2 separate regions of the Capsicum annuum genome follow, and region 2 is linked to region 1. Evidence: chromatin contacts called from public Hi-C data. All regions are on one chromosome and are shown on one strand. Each heading gives the region's core, a stretch centred on a gene start, on an enhancer-like site or on the middle of the called end of the contact. The rest is flanking DNA. Distances are from core to core; before and after follow the strand shown. Region 1 holds the start of LOC107859214 (probable LRR receptor-like serine/threonine-protein kinase At1g07650). Region 2 overlaps LOC107859213 (probable LRR receptor-like serine/threonine-protein kinase At1g07650).

Region 1 (6,044 bases), core at 2,205-4,704:
TCTTATTTAATTTTCGTGTTGTCTATTTTTATTTCTTAACGAATGACATGTCTACAATTGAGGAATAATTTGATTCCAGTATCAATAGCAAGAACATATGAGTTATCTGTTAGGTTTTGTGTGTGACAGGAGCTGTATTTTGTTGTTCGAAACATATAGTAATCTGATGAAATAGATTATTTATCTGTTGAAACAGATTACTAATCTGGTGCAACAGAATACCCATCTATTCGATTCATAATCATATTACGGGCACCTAGAACCCTTAAACATGAATCCAACATGAGTTTACTGTCACAACAGAACATTTATCTCGTGCCACAGATAATGGATCTGTTTAAACAGATTGCTCTTGTATTGCATTCATGTTCGCTTGCAAACTATTGTTGAAAAAACAACACACTAGCAGTTACCCAGATTCAACTAAAAAGCATAATCTGACTTACCAAAGTCTCCTCTCAAGTAAATTTCAAAGTTGAAAGTGATTTACGAAACAAAATTTGACATAAGAATTTGGTCAAAGAGCAGCAGTTGGGGTAACAACAACAACAACAACAACAATGGTCAACAAGAAGAATATGAAGTTGATAATGAAGTATAAGATGATGATAATGAATCAGAAGATGATGAATAAAGCAGCAGCAACAATGAACAACAAATATCGTGAAGAGAGAGAAAATAACAATGGATGAGGAGAGAGAAAAAGACTCTTTTTTTCTCTTCGTTCCCCGTTATATATTAACTAACATTTGAATCAAAGTGTAAATTTAAAAACTTGTGGGTTATTTTGAAATTTTTCAAACTTTCTTAAACCGGTAATTGTAACCTCTACTCAATTATTAAGACTTGTGTCACCTACACCTTATTTTAAAACTCTTTTGTCACCTGTGGCCCAAATCCCCAAGTTTGATGGCAAGAATTTTTATTTAGTTTTAGTGAAAAAGTTACAGCATTATATGTGTTTCTACAGCAAATATATTGACTATCCATCCAAGATTAAACAAGACAAGGTCCCATAAATGCTATCATGTTCAATCTACTCTTCGTGTCTATTTCAAACAATAAATTATTCCAATTTGTGCACATGCATTATGTCCCATTAGATACAAATTTTACTTTGGTTTTTCAATGCTAAGATACTAGTCGTCTGGATAAGGTTTTGCGAAAATAATTCATTACGAGTAACTAATATATTTTTGTGTTTAATATTTATCTATTTACGCGCCTCTCAATTTTAAAATAGTTAATGTCAAGGGCAAAATTGAAAAAAATCATTAATTCTTTATTGATAAGTGTTAAGTCTGATTAAAAAAAAAAGCGTTAATTCCTTAGTTTTGATAATTGACAAATTGCATACTAGGGACATGGTTCCTATAGATTGTGTGATGACAAAGTTGTAATTACTTAGGAAACTGATTGAGCTTACACGCCACGGTCATAGTCAACCTCACAGCTGGACGAAAGTACAAAAAGTTGGTGAAAAACTGTTGCAACCTTTTGTCTCGGTCAATGGAATTCCTCCTAGGTTTTCTTATGTCATACATATATTGCTCATCTTCTACAACAAGAAAACCAAGCTTCAAAATACTTACAACAATATCTCTCTCGAAGTTCTTGGATCAAAGACTCACTTTGCAATAGGGAACTGATAGCTCATAAAGTTGTAATCTATTTTCTTGTTATATTTGAGTCTTTGTATTGTGATCTAAGACGTTGCCTACTGCTGCTTGTATGATTATTAGTAGGTATTGTGGTGTAAATCTCATTTTACTGAATCATCTGGAGTTAGCTTGTCATTCCAGTTAAAGTTAGCTGGTGTGTGGTGCAGTAGGGTTACTGTAAGTTTCTCTTTGTAATAGAGATATTACTAGAAGAAGAAGGATTAGGAGTTTAATTCTTGAAAGCTGGAGTTTGTATTCAAGTTTGCTCGGATATAATGAAGTTGCTTGGATATAATGGAGCTTTAGAAATCCTAGAGGCAGGTGGTAGGTTTTTCTCCCTTGAGCAAGGAGTTTCCACGTAAAACTATTGTGTCCGCTATTTACTCTCTCTAAGCACTTTACTGTTAAGTTTTCTCCTAGTTCTTGTTGGTTGAGTCCATTGATACCAGGTCCCAAAGTTGAGTAGCAACCCACTACAACCCTTCAATAAGGATTTACAATAACTACTTTTAAATTGCTAAATTAATCAGTAATATAAATACATTAAATACATAAATACATTAAATTGCTAAATTAATCAGTACTACTACTACACTCGGTACTATAGAATTTCATGTTTTTGATTATTTCATTCAAGCTGATACTTTTCAACTCTCCAAAAAGACGACATTCAATGTTTTTTAACACTGTCCCCAAATTAAAGAAGGTTGGCCTCTTCGGCCTATTTAACAGTCGGTAGGCCTCTAATTAATTTCTCACCCACATGCAGATTTCCCAATCAGGGGCAGATCCACTTTTGTGATATTAAGTTCATCGGACAGATTTTAATATATGAAACTGAAGCAACAGTAGATCCTTGTACAGAAAATGACGTATCAATAATTTTTATGGTACTATTATTGGTTTAGGTCAAACATAAGAAAAGTCAAGTTCCATGCCTTTTATTATAAGGAAAAAGTTAAAAATACCCTTAAATTATTTAAAATAGATTAAATTTATCCCTCGTTATATTTCAGGGTGGAGAATACTTTACCCTGTTTAAGAATTGAGTGGGTTTGACTACTTTTTCATTGGAAAATAATGTTCCTACAAAAATATCCAACTTGAAGTTCAATTTTTGAAATTTAAAATTTCAGGATAGTGTACTGATGACTGCCCAGTACAAACTCTTCAAAATCTTTTAAACTTTCCCATGGTGTCTGGTATTCGTATTCGCATTATGACTAATTCCAAAGACAAACTTTTATACATGAAACTCCAGAAAACTTTTTTTGCTACAGTTGCAGCAAAAAGATGCCGGAGTTGATGGCTTCCTTCATTGCAATATCCTCTATACGAAGTTCATCATTTTATTGTTTAAGTATCCATTTTCATGGCAACTGAATTAAGAGCATTCAACCTATGTTCTAATTTTGAAGCAAAACCAAGTTGAATTGTAACAAAACTTTTTAACACAAACACAGAGGGCAGCCCGGTGCACTAAAGCTACCGCTATGCGTGGTGTCCGGGGAAGGACCCCACCACAAGGGTGTATCGTACGCAGTCTTACTTTGCATTTCTGATGTATTTATAATCACTGATTATAATTTACAACTTAGAATCTGAACAACAAAGTAATAACAACACAAACTAAGGAGAGAATAACAGGGAAGAAGATAATCTAGAAGGGAATGAGATGCGAGACCATAGAAGAGAGATGAGAGATACCAGATTAAGCCAAAACTTCAACATAATTCACATAACTCCTTCAATAGGTAACTGTCCCCTTTTAATGTGCTTGCTTAACCCGGATCCTAGGGGCAATCCACTCTATTGTCGGGGTGTAACTTCACCTCAGGCTCAAGTTCATCGTTTAATGTGTTATTACTTGTTTGGTCTACAAAGCCCGTAACAGGGTTCATAACATGAACGCTCTTATGATTTATCATTGATCACTCAGATCATTAGTGTCTGGTCCTTGTCGGACATGTCCCACAGCTTTAATATTTCCAATAGTATAGTTGTAGCATCGCATTCCTCTTAAGAAAAATCAGCTATATGTATATATATTCAGTAAGCTGTGTGTGTTCATTATGTATATTCACTTCAACCTTTTTGCATGCTTGAGAAGATGTCATTGTCGTCACCTTTCTGTATTTTTTCTTTTCTGCTGATCATCTTCACCTTAGCCCTGATTTCCGAAACCATTCAAGCACAAAACGGTCGCCTTCTTCCCAAAGAAGAAAGTAACGTCTCTCACTCTCTCTCGTAAATTCTCAGCGTATAAATTAAAGTTAGAAATCTTTATTTAAAGTTTAAGAACATTTAATTTCGTCTTCGTGGGAAAATTCCAGTACTTTTGAGTTTTTTGTTTCTTAAAACTGTATACAAGTTTTATGATTTTTTTTTAGAGAATGCTCTGAAAGAAATCGCGAAACAGTTGGGGAAAAAGGACTGGAATTTTGATATGAATCCTTGTGATGACAATACAACTTGGACGACACCAAAAAGAAGTAATTCACAGTATTACAACAATGTAACCTGCAATTGCTCTACCCCTGATGGTTTCTGTCATGTAGAAAGTTTGTGAGCCTTCTTGCTTTACCTCTTTTTATTTGCCTCCAATATTTTTTTTAAATAATCACCTTCAATTTCTTAAAATTAACATGTGTGCCACTAAAAGGAGATTCCAAGCTCTTATTAAAAATCAATTGCGTTTACCAATGCTTTTACGTGATTGTCAGCTAACCTTGAATGCTAAAAGTATCATCAAAACATATGACTCTCGTATCCTATTTTTTACCTTGTACTCTTACATTATTACTGCGATAAGTAAAACGAGGTTTCTATTGCATTACATATAAAACTGGTTTAGATTATCTAAACCAGACGGCAGTATATCTGATATAGGAGTATATAATAACTCTGACAGCAGCTTCTCTAACTGTTAACAGGTTTATCAGAGGACAGGATCTGGAAGGCGTGCTGCCTGCATCCCTGGCAAAGTTAACCTATCTGAAGACGATGTACTGAGAGCATCCTGTAGATCAATTTATTTCTACATATACAACCAGTTTTTGAATTTTACTTATTTTTTAGAGAATCATTATGGTTTTACATGTAGTGATCTTAACCGCAACTACTTAAGTGGTACAATTCCCCCTGAATGGGCATCTACCAACTTGGAAATCATGTGAGGCAATTTATTCGTTATGCAAAATTTAAATGTCTACTTTTGATTCCGACTTTCTCATCAGTTTGACGTTTTGCAGGGCTATTTCTAATAATCGGTTATCTGGAGCTGTCCCAGAGTACATAGGAAATATTACCTCACTTGTGAAATTGTAAGTTCCCTTGGTTCCGTTCTTTTCACGTGGATCAAATATATATGTACCTGAATATTAGAAGTTTCCTGATGTCATCCTAATTTTTCATCAGGAGTTTGGAAGCTAACCTGTTTAATGGATCGCTTCCTGCAGAAATAGGGAAGCTGGTCAATCTACAGATGCTGTAAGTCTTCCTTACTCTTCTTCTTCTTAGCTAATTTAATAGGCCAATTTACTGTTTGTATTCTGTACTGGAAGACGTTAATGTGAACTAAAACTGTAATGAAGCTAAGAAATAGAAATGGAGTGGTTATTGAGAGAGTAGTCTATAACAATCCTTTTTTAAAGACTCAGTGAGCATTATTAGCAAAGTGAAAATGATGCATAGACATTTTATATGGTTCTTTTTTCATTTTTTTCAATGTGCTGTTCGGTTCAGCTTACACACGTCTAGATAAATCCACGGGATAGTTTACTAGTACATCCTACAAGCACATGCGCTGATAAACCTGTCCCCTTTGGTTAGAACAGATGAACTCACATTGAGTGTTGAACCCAAGTTTCAAGTTATTACTATCTTAACCATTAAACTATCTTCTTTGGGGAATATGCTTTCTCTGGTACATTCAGGTACTATAGAAAGGAGAAGTAAGCCAAAACGGCTAGGATATGGCTCGGGTATTGGGGTATGTAAGTATACTTACAAATGAATTTCCATCGGATATTACAGGAAAGGGATAATGTGCAACTTTGAATTGTCAATTATATCCTTTATGGAAATAGAAAACTGATTCGAGGAATTTTGACACGAGTGTTTAATTAGTTCGGGCTTGTATAATGATAAACATATAATTTAGGGGAAAAAAATAAATTACCTAATATATGGAAATTAAGTATTTGGACCATCAAGATTGCAGTTGACACTACTATTTTCAATATCATATACAGCAATCACAAAGTTTATTAAAGGAGAAAGATATTATTTTGATAGGATGAGAGAGAAGAAGAGTAGAAAAAGAATTGCCAAAGTATAAGCAAATCGTGTTGTGTGTTACTGCTTGAGTCACTAGCTTCTTCA
Region 2 (6,556 bases), core at 992-3,491, 45 kb before region 1:
GTGAATATAGGCCTAGTTTCAGTATTACAGTAAATTGCAGGTCCTGAAGATTGTCAACCGAAACTGGACTGGCAAACTAGGCAAAAGATCTGTGTTGGCATAGCTAAAGGCTTGGCTTACCTACATGAAGAATCACCTCTAAAGATGATTCATAGAGACATCAAAGGAACCAATGTACTTCTTGACAAAGACTTAAGTCCAAAGATCTCAGACTTCGGCCTTGCCAAACTTCATGACGAGGAGAAAACACATGTCACCACCAGGGTTGCTGGGACTATGTGAGCTTCTAAACTACTCTAATGGATTGATCAAATTTTAATTGTTCAAAATATTCCCTTTTGAATGTCTCATCCTTCCATTTTCGGCCGTATCAGTTCACTTTTTCTGCATGTAATCTTTACTCCTTATTATACGATTCCAAAAGGTTATGGCTAGTACCTTACTGATCCCAAGAGTTCAACATAAAGGTTATTTATTATTTCACATTTTTCTTCAAACCCACTCGTTTTTTAAAATCCCTGTTTTATATTACAACTATAATAAACTAGTAGATGTCAAATCATTATTCACTTCAAAATCATGTGAGTCAAAATCTGGCAATCAGTTTTATAACGGAAGTAGTAACAAATACTTCCGCTGTCCATTTTTACCTAGTGTTGAGGTATAGAGCATTAAGTTAATCCTTTCAGGAAGTTCCTATTCGGTCTAGCTTGCATGAGTATAACTTTGTTACGTTGTTTTGCAGAGGTTATATGGCCCCTGAATATGCACTCTGGGGTTATTTAACACACAAAGCAGATTTGTACAGTTTTGGGGTGGTTGTATTAGAACTCGTTGCTGGGAAGAACAACATGAAATATCATCCTGATGAGAACTATGTCTGTCTTCTCGATTGGGTAAGAACGAGCATCCCTTTGTATCAGGTCCATGAATAGCGAACATCTAAAGCATGTCTCGGTTTACTTGATGAAAACTTCGTAGTATTATTAAATAATGCATTTGTATTGCTCAAGTCGACTTTGGTAGCATTTCAAAAAATGCATTGACCAAAAGTATCTTTCGCAAGTTCTCTAGTTCAATCATTGTGCTTCTTTCAGGCCCTGGTTTTACAAAAAAAGGGAAAGTTTTTGGAGCTAGTAGACCCAAGGTTAGGTTCCAACTACAACAAGAAGGAGGCATTGAGGATGATCAAAGTGGCCTTACGATGTACTAATCCATCGCCAGCACTAAGGCCAAACATGTCTGCAGTAGTGAACATGCTTGAAGGTCGTTTGGACGTTGATGACGCTAACTTCGATTCAAGTGGCTACGATGATGAATTTAATTTTCAAGGATTAAGAGATAAATACGATGAGATGCAAGTAAACTCTAGTGAAAACCAATCACTCTTTCGTTCAACTAACTCAAAGGACAATACCGATCGCTCTTCATCTTTCTTCCCTTCTACATCTACCTCTAAATAGAAGTCTTTCAATCTGCTCAATCTTGTATTTTAAACGACGACGAAAAAAGATGAAGAAGGAAATGTTGATCACACCACAACATATTATTTTATTGTTGATTCACATTGAGAGAGAATATTTATGTATAGCCTGTTCTAATATAGCCTCTGTCATTCATCCTTTTTAATGGCAACTCCAATTTTGATGATTTAAAATAATGAGAAACAAGAATTAATAATGCTTTGCAAAGAGCTTAAGTAACAATTCATGCCACATCTATCTCTCTGGAAAGTGAGTTTTTCCAGAAATGTTGGTGGGATTTGAACTCCTTAAACTTGCAATATAATCACTACACTGCAAACTAATATCTGTGTATCGTTAGGATTTTTTTATGTAGTTTCTGTTCTTCACATCATAGTTTTTGTTTCTTTAATACTTTTATTTTTGGGAATTACCAAGTAAGTATTGTAACAGTATAACCATCAGACAAATGATAAAGTTATCCGAAGACAATTACTGTTAGAAGAACAATGAGTAAATATTCATTTAACCTTGCTTTTTAGCAATAAATTTTGTGTAAATTTCAATCTAATGTTGGTGTGAATTTGGAGATCAATCAATTTGCTATACGAAACCGAACATTGTATTTATTAAATTCTGGAATAAAATTACATGATTAAAATTCATACAATATTATTGTTGTAAAGATATTACACCTGAACCTAATTCAACTTCAAAAGCTAGTTACGAGGGGAGGATTGTCTAAGTTCACATGAGCAAATTGCAAGTTCATTCCCCAACCAATATGAACTTTTACCCACTTGAACCCCCCCCCCCCCCCCCCCCAACCCTCTCAATCTACGCTCAGGCCCAATTGGTGCGTGGACCGAGAGCCCAAAGGGGAATGAACTTGATGTTAAGGTTTTTGTCCTAATTTTCTTACCAAAATTAAGTTATACTTTTCTTGAAAGAAAAATAAAAGTAATACCATAATTACTTTTATTTTTCTTTAACTCTTCCATAATTGACAAATCTCTTTGTTGGAGGAAAGGTTTTGGACATCGTTTTTTCATACCATAACACAATAACATCCACAATGTAGTTTTTAAAGTGTCTTTGTTTAAGGGGAGATTTTCTCACAATAGGTTTTAAGTTTTTCAATATTATTTTTAATAAGTAGGTCATTTGACCAAACCATATTAATAATATGTAGGTCTTTTGGAATGACTTGAATGTGCATGGAATGTATGGTTTTCCTATCTTAGCTTTCAAGCCTATTTGTTGTTCCAAAAAGAGTCTAAGTTTTTCACTTGATGAGCAACTCTTGTTCCTTGTCATACTTATGTGGGTTGCCTAATTTATTCTTTCTTGAGAGGGTATTCGGGTAAGAGGGATGTTTGATTGTATGTGAAGTTTGAGTCACCTTGGCAAGATGCTATGATTGATTACACTAATCCTAATCCTCATACCTTGAGGAACTTGTTTGCTTGTCCTTCCTATTGTTTTGCAAGGTTCAGATTCGAGGACGAATCCTTTCTAAGGAGAGAAGGATGATACGGGTCAAAAAGACATCTTAGCACTCGAGGACATTAAGACGTGAGTGAAGACCCGAGCTTGTGGGGCTACCCATCCAAGGAACAAGCTTTGAAGTATTGAGAACAAGTCCCAACACTTCAAAACCTTCAAGGAGTACACTACAAGGTCGCCCCTTTGTTTGGGCTCATTAAGGGCCTTTGGGTCATTTTTGTAATAAGTGTTGCCCTAGTCTATAAATAGAACATTTAGGTCATTTTGTCATTTAGAACTTTAATGATATATCTTGTAAACTCATTGAGAGTGTTTGGCAAGGTGGAATCCTTGTGGCAAGGTGGAATCCTTGTGCTGTTAACTTGCTTAGAAACGGTGGTTGCTTGAGAGTTTCGATTCTATTGAGGTCTCCGTAAGAGTGTAGGTGTCCTGTATTCATGTTGTTTGTGTTTTGATGTTTAAAATACATCTTATTGCCTATAACGTGTAGTACATTATGTCTCACTATCTATCCTCTTAGTTATAGTCATCTTGTTTTTCATTTTGTGTTGCTTGTTCATCTCGTGATAGTGGACTATTTTGTGCCATTTCGTGGGATGTTTTAACACTTCATAAGTCGTTCTTGTATTATTTGGTATCAGAGTCATCATTGATTTCGTTCCCACGAGATCAATCTTAGGCTTATTCACTCAAAAAATAAAAAAAAAAGTGTTGAAAAACTGAAAAACTCAAAAATAGTAATCTGTCCACGTTTTTGTGCTTAGGACAAAATTTGAAGCCTAGTTTTCTTGAGATTTTTATGTGTATTGTGTTTTCTAGTGTTAGATCTTTGTTTCCTAACATTAGAAGAGGTGTCCAAGGTCGAAAAAATCTCACAAAAAGAAGTTATTCTACAGGTTTGGTGTCTTAGTCGAAGTGTTGTTATTGTTTGGCCGAATTTATGTCTAGATTTAAGTGTTGTTTTGATGGTCTTTGTTGTTTCTTGTGTTGTTTTTTTTTCTCTCTAACACTACTTGAGTCTAACCCAAGTTCTTGAGCAAAAAAAATTGCAAGTTGTTGTGGGAAGAGTGGACGGTTTTTGTTGTTGTTGTTGTTGGAGTTCTTGTGTTGTGTTGTGTTGTGTTGAAGAAGTCTTGTAAAAGGTTGTTGTTTGATCCAAATTCAAAGGGAAGAGAGTGTGGTTTCTTGTTAGTCTTGAAACAACTTTCAAGACATTACCAAAGGAAAAAAAGAACAAAAGACCTCCCAAAAGTCTTCATACCAAAAGGGAGTAAATTCGAGGAAATGGGAACAAGACCTCCAAAAGGTTGTCTTGCCATTTTGGTTCAAGCAGGTGAAAGACTTTATGAGTCTTGAAAGTGGAGTCTAGACCTTGTTTGTCCCACACCTTGACCGAAATTCTCCTCTCCCATACATGAAATTGAACAACTAGTTTCTTAAAACAAAAAATTTTCAACTTCAACCACATTCCAATGTCCAATAGTTAAGTACCACGTCATCAAAGAGCTCAAGAACATTGGATATTCTAGTTTCACTTCTCGTTTTCATTAGTTTCAATTTGTTGATTCTCATACTAATTAGCAAACTAGTAAATACCTACTAGGTTGTAGATTAGTTTTTGAGTACGTTTTCTTTCGTATTAAGCGTTGTATTATGTGCTTTTCTCGTTTTTAAGTCGTAGTATCAACACTTGTGAGGCCAATAGAGTGAATACTTCAAAAGTATGAGCTTGAGATATTGTGGACTGTTTTGAGACAAATTGTGGATTGATTTTTGCTAACCTTTAATGTGTTTGCTGTTTTTGTGTTGTTTGTTTTGTAGTTCTAGATATGTATAATGGCGGATGAAGGTGAAATGCCTAGTTGGTTTAAATCCATCGTGGCAAAGCTTGATGTCATGGATAGCCGCTTGGGATCTTTTGAAGAGAAAATGGAGAGAATAGAAGGATGAATGGAAAGAATGAAAGGAATAATGGATAGAATGGAAGGACGAATAGAAAGGACGGAGAGCTCTATTTGCAAGAAGTTGGATAACTTGATAGAGCATTTAAGCTTTCCTTATTCAATTCCCGTGAGTGGCCAAGCTCCACATAAGCTACTAGGTAATCAAACTAACTCTTGCACTCTAGTGAATAAGGCTAATAACCAACTAAGTGTGAATGATAGTTTGTCTTTAGGTGAGCCGAATGTGCTTTCATTTTGTGATGATAATGTACAACTTGAGATTGTGGATACACTAGTTGATCCACCTAGTTATGAAGCCATTTTAGCAAGTGATAGTACATTGTCTTATGGAAGTCATGAAGATCAACCTGTGTGTAAAAATGGTGATGTTGAACATATTGGTCGATTGACTAAGGATGACCCTCTAGTTGTTTTTGTTGTAGATCATGCGAGTATAGAGGGAACATTTGATCGTAATTGTAGTATTATTGGGGTAGAAAAGTGTATTCTCAACCCATTCCCACAAACACTCCACCCATTTGATCCCGGTGATCATTTGAAATACGGTGATGATGTCTTTTGGAATGACTTGAATGTGCATGGAATGTATGATTTTCCTATCTTGGCTTTCAAGCCTATTTGTTATTCCACGAAGAGTCTACATTTTCCACTTGATAAGAAACTCTTGTTCCTTGTTTCTTGTCATACTTATGTGGGTTGCCTAATTTATTCTTTCTTGGGAGGGTATTCGGGTAAGAGGGATGTTTGGTTGTATGTGAAGTTTGATCCACCTTGGCAAGATGCTATGATTGATTACACTAATCCTAACCCTCATACCTTGAGGAACTTGTTTGCTTGTCCTTCCTGTTGTTTTGCAAGGTTCAGATTCGAGGACGAATCCTTTCTAAGGAGAGGAGGATGATACGGGTCAAAGAGGCATCTTAGCACTCGAGGACATGAAGACGTGAGTGAATACCCGAGCATGTAAGGCTCCCCATCCAAGGAACAAGTTTTGAAGTGTTGAGAACAAGTACCAACACTCCAAAACCGTCCAAGGAGTACACTACAAGGCCGCCCCTTTGTTTGGGCTCATTAAGGGCCTTTTGGTCATTTTTGTAATAAGTGTCGCCCTAGTCTATAAATAAAATATTTAGGTCATTTTGTCATTTAGAACTTTGATGATATATCTTGTAAACTCATTGAGAGTGTTTGGCAAGGTGGAGTCCTTGTGTTGTTAACTTGCTTAGAAACGGTGGTAGCTTGGGAGTTTCGATTCCCTTGAAGTCTCCGTAAGAGTGCAGGTGTCCTGTATTCATGTTGTTTGTGTTTTGATGTTTAATATACATCTTAGTGCCTATAAAGTGTAGTGCATTATGTCTCACTATCTATCCTCTTAGTTATAGTCATCATGTTTTTCATTTTGTGTTGCTTGTTCATCTCATGATAGTGGATTGTTTTGTGCCATTTCGTGGGCTGTTTTAGCACTTCATAGGTTGTTTTTGTATCAACGTTTTAAGTTTTTCAATATTATTTTTAATATGTAGGTCATTTGACCAAATCATATCAATAATATTTTTTCAGTATTTGATTTTCTTTGTCATCTGATTTATCTTCTATATAGTTTGCAAACTTTAAACTCCCGCA

What was found. A called contact is a pair of places that touch in the nucleus more often than the background predicts.
Region 2: a contact with region 1 is called in a Hi-C map of leaf, with 2.1 times the contacts expected there. The contact joins the enhancer-like site here to the promoter of LOC107859214 in region 1. A contact is called at or near these places in 4 of 5 Hi-C or Micro-C datasets (bud, leaf and placenta).

What each region holds. Positions count from the first base shown.
Region 1 is chr2:123,256,024-123,262,067 of UCD10Xv1.1, reverse strand. It overlaps LOC107859214 (probable LRR receptor-like serine/threonine-protein kinase At1g07650), which reads left to right and starts at 3,454. Exons shown (of 25, transcript XM_016704141.2): 1 at 3,454-3,886; 2 at 4,052-4,226; 3 at 4,595-4,666; 4 at 4,765-4,833; 5 at 4,913-4,984; 6 at 5,079-5,150. The coding sequence starts at 3,760.
Region 2 is chr2:123,299,031-123,305,586 of UCD10Xv1.1, reverse strand. It overlaps LOC107859213 (probable LRR receptor-like serine/threonine-protein kinase At1g07650), which reads left to right. Exons shown (of 24, transcript XM_016704140.2): 22 at 41-278; 23 at 746-896; 24 at 1,098-1,629. The coding sequence ends at 1,463. Among protein-coding and RNA genes, the nearest start is that of LOC107859213, 19 kb to the left of the region's middle. Within about 2 kb of position 2,241, at least 1 of the 5 cell types and tissues checked has an H3K27ac peak or open chromatin away from gene starts, as enhancers often do. A contact at or near this core is called in leaf, where this site is marked.